2 separate regions of the Ovis aries genome follow, and region 1 is linked to region 2. A link is a contact called in public Hi-C data. All regions are on one chromosome and are shown on one strand. Each heading gives the region's core, a stretch centred on a gene start, on an enhancer-like site or on the middle of the called end of the contact. The rest is flanking DNA. Distances are from core to core; before and after follow the strand shown. Region 1 has its middle 170 kb from the start of IVNS1ABP. Region 2 holds the start of IVNS1ABP (influenza virus NS1A binding protein).

Region 1 (5,159 bases), core at 1,696-4,195, 170 kb before region 2:
ATCCACTCCCTCCCAGCTGTGGTCTCTGGCCCACCTGGGAGTGGCCCCAGAAAAAGAAGTCCAGACCTTAGGACTTTGACAAAAGAGGTAACTTGCCAGCTCCACCAACTCCAAAGGCTAAATCTCTGGTCTTTCCTTTCTCCCATCTTCCTATCCCACATCTCTATTTTTTTCAACCAAAAGTCAATGTCTTAGGCTTCCCTGGTGATCTAGTGGTTAAGAATCCACCTGTGAATTCAGGGGACACAGGTTCAATCCCTGGTCCAGGAAGATCCCACATGCTGCAGGATAACTATGTCTGTGCACCGTAACTACTGAAGCCAGCGGCCGAGAGCCTGTGCTTCACAATGAAAGAAGCCACCTCAATGAGAAACCCGGGGAGCACAATGCAGAGCACTCCCTGCTCGCCACACTAGAGAAAGCCTGTACACAGCAACAAAGATCTGGTGCAGCAAAAAATAAAAAATAAACGAAACAAAATAGTGATGTGGAAAGATATCCATTAAAAAAGTCAATGTCTCAAAGTCACATTTACCTTTTCTCTAAAACTACATTTCTTTTGGATGTTTTCAATCTTTCTGTTCTTAATGTCTTCATTTCCCCACTTACTCACAAATTTCAGCTCACTGGCCTCCTTTTCACTCCTTTTTTCAACTCAAAGTTGTTACACAGACTGTTTCCTTTGCCTGGAGTACTCCTAATCTTCCTTCATACCTGGTTAATAGCAGTTCATCCCTCAAGTCTCACCTTTAGCACTCCCAAGTTCTTCCCAAGCGCTTATTACCACTGTCATCCAAATATTTACTTGTGTGACTATGTATCAGGTTTCTGTAAACCTGTATTGCCCAGTTCAGTAATCACCAGCCATGTGAGGCAGTTGCGCATTTAACACATGGTGAGTCTAAATTGAGATGTGCTGTCAGCATAAAATATATAGCAAGTTTTGAAGACTTAGTACAATAAAAAATTGTAAACTATCACACTAACAATTTTTATGTTGGTAATATGTTGGCATGATGATATTTTAGATACACTGAATTAAGTAAAATATATTTTCAAAATTTATTTTACCTGTTTTTTTTTTACCTTTTAAAATGTAGCCATTAGAAAATTTTAAGTCACAACATGTGCACACATTATAATCCTATTGGGCTGTGCTGCTGCAGACCTTAAGCTCCAAGAGGTCAAGGCCATCTTGTTATATATTAGCACAGCGCCTGGCACACGGTAACAAGATTAGTAAATTTATTTTGAAAGAATACAATTTTTTTAGACAATTAGGAAAACAGTGTTCTTTATGTGTGCATGTTAAGTTGCCTCAGTCATGTCCAAATCTTTGCGACCCTGTGGATTATAGCCCACCAGGTTCCTCTGTTCATGGGATTCTCCAGGCAAGAATACTGGAATGGGTTGTCATTTCCTCCTCCAGGGAATCTTCCTGACTCATGGATAGAACCCATGTCTCTTATGCCTCTTGCATTTGCAAGCAGGTTCTTTACCACTAGCACCACCAGAGAAGCCCACTATGCTTTACAAAAAAAGAGAAATCGAAGATAAACCACTAGAAACAAGGGAATTTGGCTGCTCACCCATCCTCTGCATGCTCTCCACCTGCCATGGGCATCAGATCTTCTATTAGCCTTGCACATTTAGTCACAAGTTAGAGTCCAAACTGTTAGATTGGAGATTTCCCCGGTGGTCTAGTGACTAAGAATCTGCCTGACAATGCAGGGGACATGGGTTCAATCCCTGGTCTGGGAAGATTTCACATGCTGCAGGGCAACTAAGTCCCTGCGCCACAATTACTGAGCCAATGCTCTAAAGCCCACGAGCCGCAACTACTGAAGCCCTTGCACCCTAGAGCCTGTGCTCTGAAACAAGAGGAGCCACTGCAATAAGAAAGTGCACACACCACAGCTAGAGACGCTCCCACTCGCTGCAACTAGAGAAAGGCAGCACCGTCCAAAATCAATACATTAATAATTACATCTTAAAAAACAACAAGCTGTCAGTTTGGGACAGTTTGTCACTGGCTCAAACTGATAGTATATCTATTTAAAGTGAAGTCATTCAGTCGTGTCTGACTCTTTGCAACCCCATGGACTGTACCCCACCACACTCCTCCGTCCATCGGCTTTTCCAGGCAAGAGTACTGGAGTGGGTTGCTATTTCCTTCTCCAGAGGATCTTCCCGACCCAGGGATCGAACCCGGGTCTCCTGCGTGGTAGGCAGACGCTTTACTGTCTGAGCCACTAGGGAAGTCACATATCTATCTAAAACTATGAACAATTAGATTTATTTCTTTTTATTGAAATATAGTTGGTTTACAATATTGTGTTAATTTCAGCTGTACAGCAAGGTAATTCAGTTGTACATGCATACATATATATATTTTTTTGTATATTTTTCCATCATGGTTTATCACAGGATATTGAATATGGTTCAATATTCAATATATTATTGAATATATACACTACACAGCAGAGCCTTGTTGTTTGCCCACTCTATACGTACTGGTTTGCATCTGCTAACTGCAAACGACTGTCCCATCCCTTCCATAGCCCCCTCCCCCAAAATTTATCTTTCAAATTATGGATAGACTGCCAAAACAGAAAATAAAGAAAAGAATCTACGTACATAGCAAGAAAGGATTAAGGTGCTATGTTCATTTGGTCTAAGCCACTTCCACCAAGAAGTTCTCATGAGTCATATCTCATTTACTTTTCTCAGTCCTTAGCATCAGAAAATCCTTCTCGACTTAACTGGAATTCATTATTTAGCAAAACATTTAACACAAGTGTAGGAAAGACTGGAGAGTCTAAAAAGTCTAGTAATGTCCTTAAAGACTGTTTTACTTCCATGCTGCCCACTCACATTCATGGGCACCAATATCACTGTGAAGTGAGTCAGCGATTCCAAGTATCTGTATTGCATTACACCAAGTTCCCCGTACTTGGCGTTAGAAGTACATTGCTTGGGGAAGGAAGAGGCCAAGCTGTTCTGTGATCCCTGAGGACTAATCCAGCAAGAGATGTGCTGGTTAGTCACGGACAGGAACCCAGGGATTAGAGTTGTCCAGCCAGTGCATCAGGTGACAACTAGAAGAGGGCAGCTGAGAGCTGGGATGCTGAGGAGACCCAACACCACGACTCAACACAAACACTCATTTAACTGAGGTGTCATGCACTCCCTAATTGGCAGTATCACTCCCTCCTCCAATGAAAATTATCACTTTAATAAAGTTTGCACACCCCTAGGATGCTACCTCATGCGAAGAGTTGACTCATTGGAAAAGACTCTGATGCTGGGAGGGATTGGGGGCAGGAAGAGAAGGGGATGACAGAGGATGAGATGGCTGGATGGCATCACTGACTCGATGGATGTGAGTCTGAGTGAACTCCAGGAGTTGGTGATGGACAGGGAGGCCTGGAGTGCTGTGATTCATGGGGTTGCAAGGAGTCAGACACGACTGAGTGACTGAACTGAACTGATTGAACTGAGGATGCTACCACTCTTTCCATCCTTCCTTGTGTCTCAAAATCTTATATCCTCAGAAGTGCCACAGTTAACCCTAAGCTTTCTCAGAACACAGAAATAGCACTGGACTAGGAATGAGAAGTTAGGACACCTAGCTCTTCTATCAAGTATAATTTCAGAATCATTGAGATGACATACATTAGGCCATGGCTGGAACCAACGCATCACTCGAGACTCAGCTCACAGCAAATGAATTAAACAGCAACAGCCATAGCATTCAGGGTACTCAGCTTCTCTAGGTCCAAGGATTCTCCCACCCTAAAGAAGTCTTGGAAGGCCTCAAGACCCAATAAGACAGTTTAGCTTCCATGAGACCTTACCAACCCTATGTCTATCTCTTTCCACCTACCCAAATTGAAACAGACACACCTTCATAGTAAAATTAGAGGAAGGAAAAGAACTCAAATAAATTTTGCTTAGAAAGGATGGAGGTGCATAGGAATTAGTCAATAGTACTGAGCCAAAATAGTTTGAGCAACAGAAGAAATAATAGTACTGCTGAATGATAACCCCCTGAATAAAGTAAATATCCGTGAGCCCACAATGAAATGAATTTTTAAAAGAGGGGGCAAAACACTGTTCTTTCTTACAGAAGAATTCTAATTAATAAAAGTAGAATAAACACAGGCAGTAAGAAATTCACCATTAGAACACCACAGCAATAATTACTGCCAGCAGGACACACAGACAGAAGCTAAAATTAGTGGACAAAATTTACAAGATCTCAAAATATCTCCCTAAAGATATTTATTAGTTACAAAGGGGAAAATAGTAACTTCACAGAAGAGAAACCCAGCAGATACCACCTTAGCCAAGTGATCTGGGTTATTATCGCCAGTAATGACATATGACATCGTGAAGCTCCGGTTATGAGAAGGGCAGTGACATTAGTTCTGCTGTATTCTTACCAAACACACACAACCTCAATCTGCTCACGAGAAATCATCAAACAAATGGAGGGACATTGTACCAGATAATGAACCAGTTCTCCAAAGTGTCAGTATTGTGAAAACACGGGAGAGACTGAGGGACTCTTACAGAAGCGCTATTGCAAAACTGTTACAGCAGAGAGGACCAAGGAGACACGAAAACTGAAGAATACATAGGAACTCTATACTATGTTTGCAACTTTTAATCAGAAATCATTTTAAAATTAAAAGTCAGAAACTATCAATTAGAAGTCTGAAGGAGGGTTGAATTTTAAATCCAAAAGTGACAGACGATATTGAAAATTTAGAAGACCGATGTATTCAACTAAATAAAATTTCAAAACTTTGAATATGTAAATCTTAAAGATAAAAAATATAAATATCTGACAGAAGAATATGTACAGCAAATACAAAAGCCTAGGGTTGTTTCATATCTTTATATAGGGAGAAAAATTTTTATACAAATAGATACAAATTGTTAAAATATTAGAAGACCAATCATTAAATAAAAGAAAAATAAACAGTGATACTTCACAAGATAACATTTTTAAAAGGAGCAAAATATGAATCTAATATTCATCCTTATTTGCAATTAAAGAAAAGCAAATTAAAACAGTAAGATGATACCATTTTTACCTAACAATGGGCAAAAGAGGCAGTAACAGTAATAGCAAATAATGATGAGCACCCAGA
Region 2 (4,842 bases), core at 1,186-3,685:
TACCTCTCTCCTGTCCCGTTTCCAGACACTGCCAAATGTCCCCTGAGGGGGAGGAAAAAAAATCATTCCTGGCCTTTGAGAATCACTTGCTTAGGGTAAAGCTTAGGAACCTGCATTTCTATTAAAACATCCAGGTTATTTTGATAAAATGTGGTGTGTGTGGACCAAATCTGGAGAAACGCTGAATTGAAGTGGTATGAGTTGAATTATGTCCCCTCCAAAATTTGTGTTAAAGTCCTAAACTTTAATATCTCAAAGTATGATCTTTTTTGGAACTGGTGACTTAGTTAAGATGAGGCCATACCAGGTTAGGGTGGGCCTCTAATCCTTATAAAAAGAGGACATTTGGACACAGAGACAGGCACATGGGGGAAAGGCCATGCAAAGACTAGAGCTCTTTTGCCACAAATCAAGGAATTACCAGAAGCCAGGAGAAGGGCTTGGAACAGATCCTTCTCAGGTGCCTACAGGGGAACCAGGACCCTACAAACACTGTGACTTTAGAAGTACAGACTGTGAGACAATAAATTTCTGTTGCTTAAGCATTCAGCTTGTGGTACTTTGTTATAGAAGCCCTAGCAAACTAACACATAAGGAACAAAACACAAGTGCAACATTTACAGCAGGATCAGAGAGGAGTAGAAAGACTGCAGGGAGCCACCAATTCCTAATTTATCGTTCTCAGTGCATGACATAAAATAGAAGTCAATAGTTTTCCTTTATATTAAACACTTAAAATATATCTTGTGTAATTAAAATATTGAGTGAAATCTTATAATTGGTTACTTTACCAGGCTGAAATTGCCCACTGCTAAATTTTCATCTGGATTATACAGTAACTGGATAGATAGGTTTAAACCTGGAGTTGCCTGGAGAACAAATGGAATGCATAAATTATGTTATTATTCATACAGAAGGTACTACACAAATGTGAAATTCCACATGAGGCAAAAACGCATTGATTGATCACACTGTAGCTTTAAGAAAGTGTTGGCTGTTTCAGGTCACAAAGGCACTATTTAGAGTAAAGCGAGAGGGACCATGTGTACAGCAGGCCACAGAGTCATGTGCCTACCTGAAGAGGGCAGTTCATACTCTCTCTGGAAGGATGAAGTCTATGGTATTAAAAGAAGGTAAAAGTATGTACTCTGTTTCATTTGCAATAAAAGTGAACACTGCTGACAATTATCTGAAGACAAAAACAAGAGCCCAGTGGCAAATGTCAGTCTTTTTCTCCTCTAGAAACATAAGAACCATACTAATAGATACCTTAGGTCCTCGTTTCCACCCACAATTGAATTGGAAACAAAAGTCTCCTTGCTTCAATATTTTAGCAATAAAAGTTGTAAAGCTTCTATTGCAGATGAAGGGCCCCTATATTTTTCTGCTCCCATAAGCGTACATGAAATAGTTAATGATAACCAGTAGTAGGAAGTGATGACTGATGACGAAGAGCTCCTAGAAATATCCTCTAAGCTCAGGGATCAGATACAAACAAGGCTAGGCCTAGATGGCTTAAGTGCCCTCGCCAAATCAGGATAAGCTAACACATTAACCTGGAAGCCTTTGCCAAACTCTTATACAAGTTTACCTCACAAAATCCCCTCACCTTCAATCTAGGAAACTTTCCAGTGTGCCCTTCAGAGTCACATGAAGTTGCTGTCAAGCGTCTCCCTTCCCCTTAACAGGTTCGCCTCCTGGGGGCAAGATGGGGTGGTGGAAATAAGGCTGCTATCTGTTCTCAAGGTTACTCTCTTTCTCCAAGAGGGCAAGTCCAGCAAAGAACTGACTCAGTATCTCTGAGAGAAGAGCTGCACTCAGACAAAAAAAGATCTCAGGGACGAAAAGCAGATGTAAACAGATTTTCACAGCAACGCTGATACAATACTATGTCTTCTCTGACCTCTCCAATGGTTTTCTCAAAAGTGACCGAATCCTCTCGCCCCTCTTTGTCAGCGAGCTTCTGTTGTTCCTCACAATCACCACGTTCTCTCCCCGCACACCACCACCCACAAAGGTGACGCGGACTGGCTGCTACAGACTCTTAGGTCCACTGTGGCCAGCTCCGGTCTAGGGCGGTTGCCTATAAGGACATTTGACGCCGAAAAAACCTAATCTCCCACGTCTGATCTGTCAAGCTATTGTGCCTCCAGGGACTGCAGAACAGGTGAGGGCGCCTGGAGGGAACCAGTTCCCCAACTGTCTGAAGCGGCGAAGAGAGGGTGCGGGGCTGAGGGAAAGGAGGGCCGACGGCGCGATAAGGGAGGCGGCGCGGCCGTAGCGCCCCCCTTTCAGGGATCACCTTGCGCTGACCTAGTTGAGCTGCGCAGGACGGAACCGCATAGGGCCGGGGAGAAGGGCGGGGCGGAGGGGGCGGGGCTATAGGTGGGCGGGGCCTCGAGGGCGATATTGCTGCGCTCGCAGGTCATTTGCCGGCTCTCCAGCCGGAAGCGTCGGGGAGGCGTTGGCGGCTGTGAAGACCGCGGCGAAGGCGGTTCACGTGGTGACGTGCTAGGGGGGTGCGGCGCGCGCGGGCCGCCGCGGCGGCAGTGTCTCCGGGAAGCGCGTGGAGGTCGGTCGTTCGGGGCTGCTGTGCAGAGTTTCGCTGCCTTCGGTTCCAGCGCGGCTGTGCCAGCGAGCGAGCGAGCGAGCGAGCGGGTCTCGGCGAATTCCCGGTGCGCTCCCGGCCTCACGTACTCCGCGGGGCTGTGCGCTCGTCCCCTCCTCGCTCGGTCGCTCCCTCCTTCGCGGCCTCGAGGCGCTTTCGGTTGGGCCGATTCCCGCCCGCTTCCTCCTGCTCCCTGTTGAAGATCCAGAGATGAGTTTTTTCATCTCTTCAGAGATGAACCAGGTAATCTGCGCTGATCCCACTGACGCAGCGGGGGAGGAAGGGCAGGGTGCAGCCAGACTCCGAGCTGACGGATGGAGCGGGCGGCTGGGGTTTTAGGGTGGGAAGCGCGGAGCGGTGCGGGGTCCCCAGGGTGCAAGTCCGCAAGTCGCCGCAGCCGCTGCTCTCTGTGGAAGACGAGCCGGCGCCGCGCGGCGCTGCCGTGGTTGTCCGGTCGCGTCAGCGGCCAAAGGCGGGTGGCTGGCCGCCTCGGAGAGCGCTGCGGCCGAAGAAGCAGGGCGGGAGGGACGGGAAGTTTTGGGTTGAGAGGGTCCTCGGGGGGCCTGGGTCAAGACCTTCCGGAAGGAGGGCGCGGGAATCTCCGTTTCTGCTGTCAGGAACCCCGCCTAGTGTGTGTGTGTGGGGTGTCTGCCCGGGGTCTGGATTCTCTCCCGTGAGCCCTCGCAGGACCCGGCGACTGTGGGCGGGGAGCCGGCCCAGGGCCCAGTCGGTGCTCCCGGGTCTGGGGTAGGGTGGCACCGCGCTCCCGATCGCCGTGGGCCGCGGGGTCCTTTGTTCCCGCTCCACGTTGCCCGCTTTTCTTGCCAAGCGCGGGGAGAAGGGGGCGGGAGGAGGGAGGGAGCTGCTGCCCTGACGTGTCGGCGCTGAATGACTGCGGGCCGGGCCAATCCCGGGCGGGAGTGTGCAGACGCTGGGCGCCTTGCCTCCCGGCCTTCGGAGTGGTCTCCGGCCGGGCCGCGCGAGGATGAAGGCCTGGGACTGCAGGGCTCTCCAGACAGTCACTCTGGGGCCCTCGCCGCTTTGTTTCCCATCTCCGCCGCACCCCCGCAACCCCCGCCCCCTCGCCAAAAAAAATATCAGCAGAGAGGTTTGTTCTTTTTCCGTCGTTCTGCGCTTTTTGCGTAGCGACTGGTTGTAAGCTCATGATGATGGTAAGAAGGTATCAGGCAGTAGGATCAGATTGAGGGTTAGCCCTAGGGAAACTTGAACCACAGATACTTTAGAAATTTTACTTTTTCCCCAATACAAATTAGATCTATTGTTTGAGGCCGCTGCCGTTTCAAAAACTTTGAGGCCTATTAAAGGATTTATTTTGTTACCCAATATCTGTTGTCAGTGATGGAGGGCTGGAACACGCTGGCATCAAGCTGTTCTTTGAGGACTGTGTGTGTGGTGACCTTCTGTCCACTAGTAAATAACAACTCGGCAAGCGTAGTACTACTATAAACAGTTCAAGTGTAGCAGGGACTAGACTGAGACAATATTTTCTTCCAATTATTCTAGCACTGGTGGTTAAGGAAAAGAAAATATTGAATAGCTTTAGGCATAATCATGCTGAAACTTCTCCTGAAAGATGCTGAAGGAGCAGTCGTTATTTGTATATCAGAAGGTGAGGCGTACACTATTTAGAATTGGGTTGAGAATACCATAATTTAATACCAGCTGGCAGGCTACTTGTCAAATGTCTGTAATTTGTAGTGAGAGAAAAAACTGAACTAGCATCACTGACCTAAAAGAGACCCAGAATAATTTTCCTCTATGTTTTCCTAATATTTGAAATCTCTGTCATTAATACATATTAATTTCTTAATTTATCTTGTAGTTCTGTTTTTCCACCTCTTGCCCTCAAAACAGCATTCCAGGTTTTGTTTTCAAATTAGTGTCTTTTTGCTACTTGCTTTGGAGTGGGGTTTTGTTTTTTCTTGCTTGAAGAATGTTAGGTGGCAGTTGAATATGTTTTGCAAATAAGTGTTTTGGTTTTTTATTTTAAAATGTTTTTCTGTTGGGGAACTGTCTTAATCATTGATGTTAGACGAAGTACCCCTAAAAATCATTTCACTGACTTTTCAACGTTATGGTTGTATACTCAAATCTACAAGAAGATTGGGAATCTCCCTCTACCTTGTGCTTGGGAGTGTAAATGGAAGAATTAATGAATAAGAGAGTGATTTCTGTTTCCTGTCAGAACCACAGAAAATACATTCTTGTATTCA

Evidence for each region. Hi-C and Micro-C count contacts between places; a contact is called where the count stands out from the background.
Region 1: a contact with region 2 is called in a Hi-C map of tail adipose tissue, with 2.2 times the contacts expected there. The contact joins the enhancer-like site here to the promoter of IVNS1ABP in region 2. A contact is called at or near these places in 2 of 16 Hi-C or Micro-C datasets (both in tail adipose tissue).

The regions. Positions count from the first base shown.
Region 1 is chr12:65,885,482-65,890,640 of ARS-UI_Ramb_v3.0, reverse strand. No RefSeq gene overlaps it. Among named protein-coding and RNA genes, the nearest start is that of IVNS1ABP, 170 kb to the right of the region's middle. Within about 2 kb of position 2,945, at least 5 of the 54 cell types and tissues checked have an H3K27ac peak or open chromatin away from gene starts, as enhancers often do. A contact at or near this core is called in tail adipose tissue, where this site is marked.
Region 2 is chr12:65,714,274-65,719,115 of ARS-UI_Ramb_v3.0, reverse strand. It overlaps IVNS1ABP (influenza virus NS1A binding protein), which reads left to right and starts at 2,435. Exons shown (of 14, transcript XM_060396701.1): 1 at 2,435-2,851.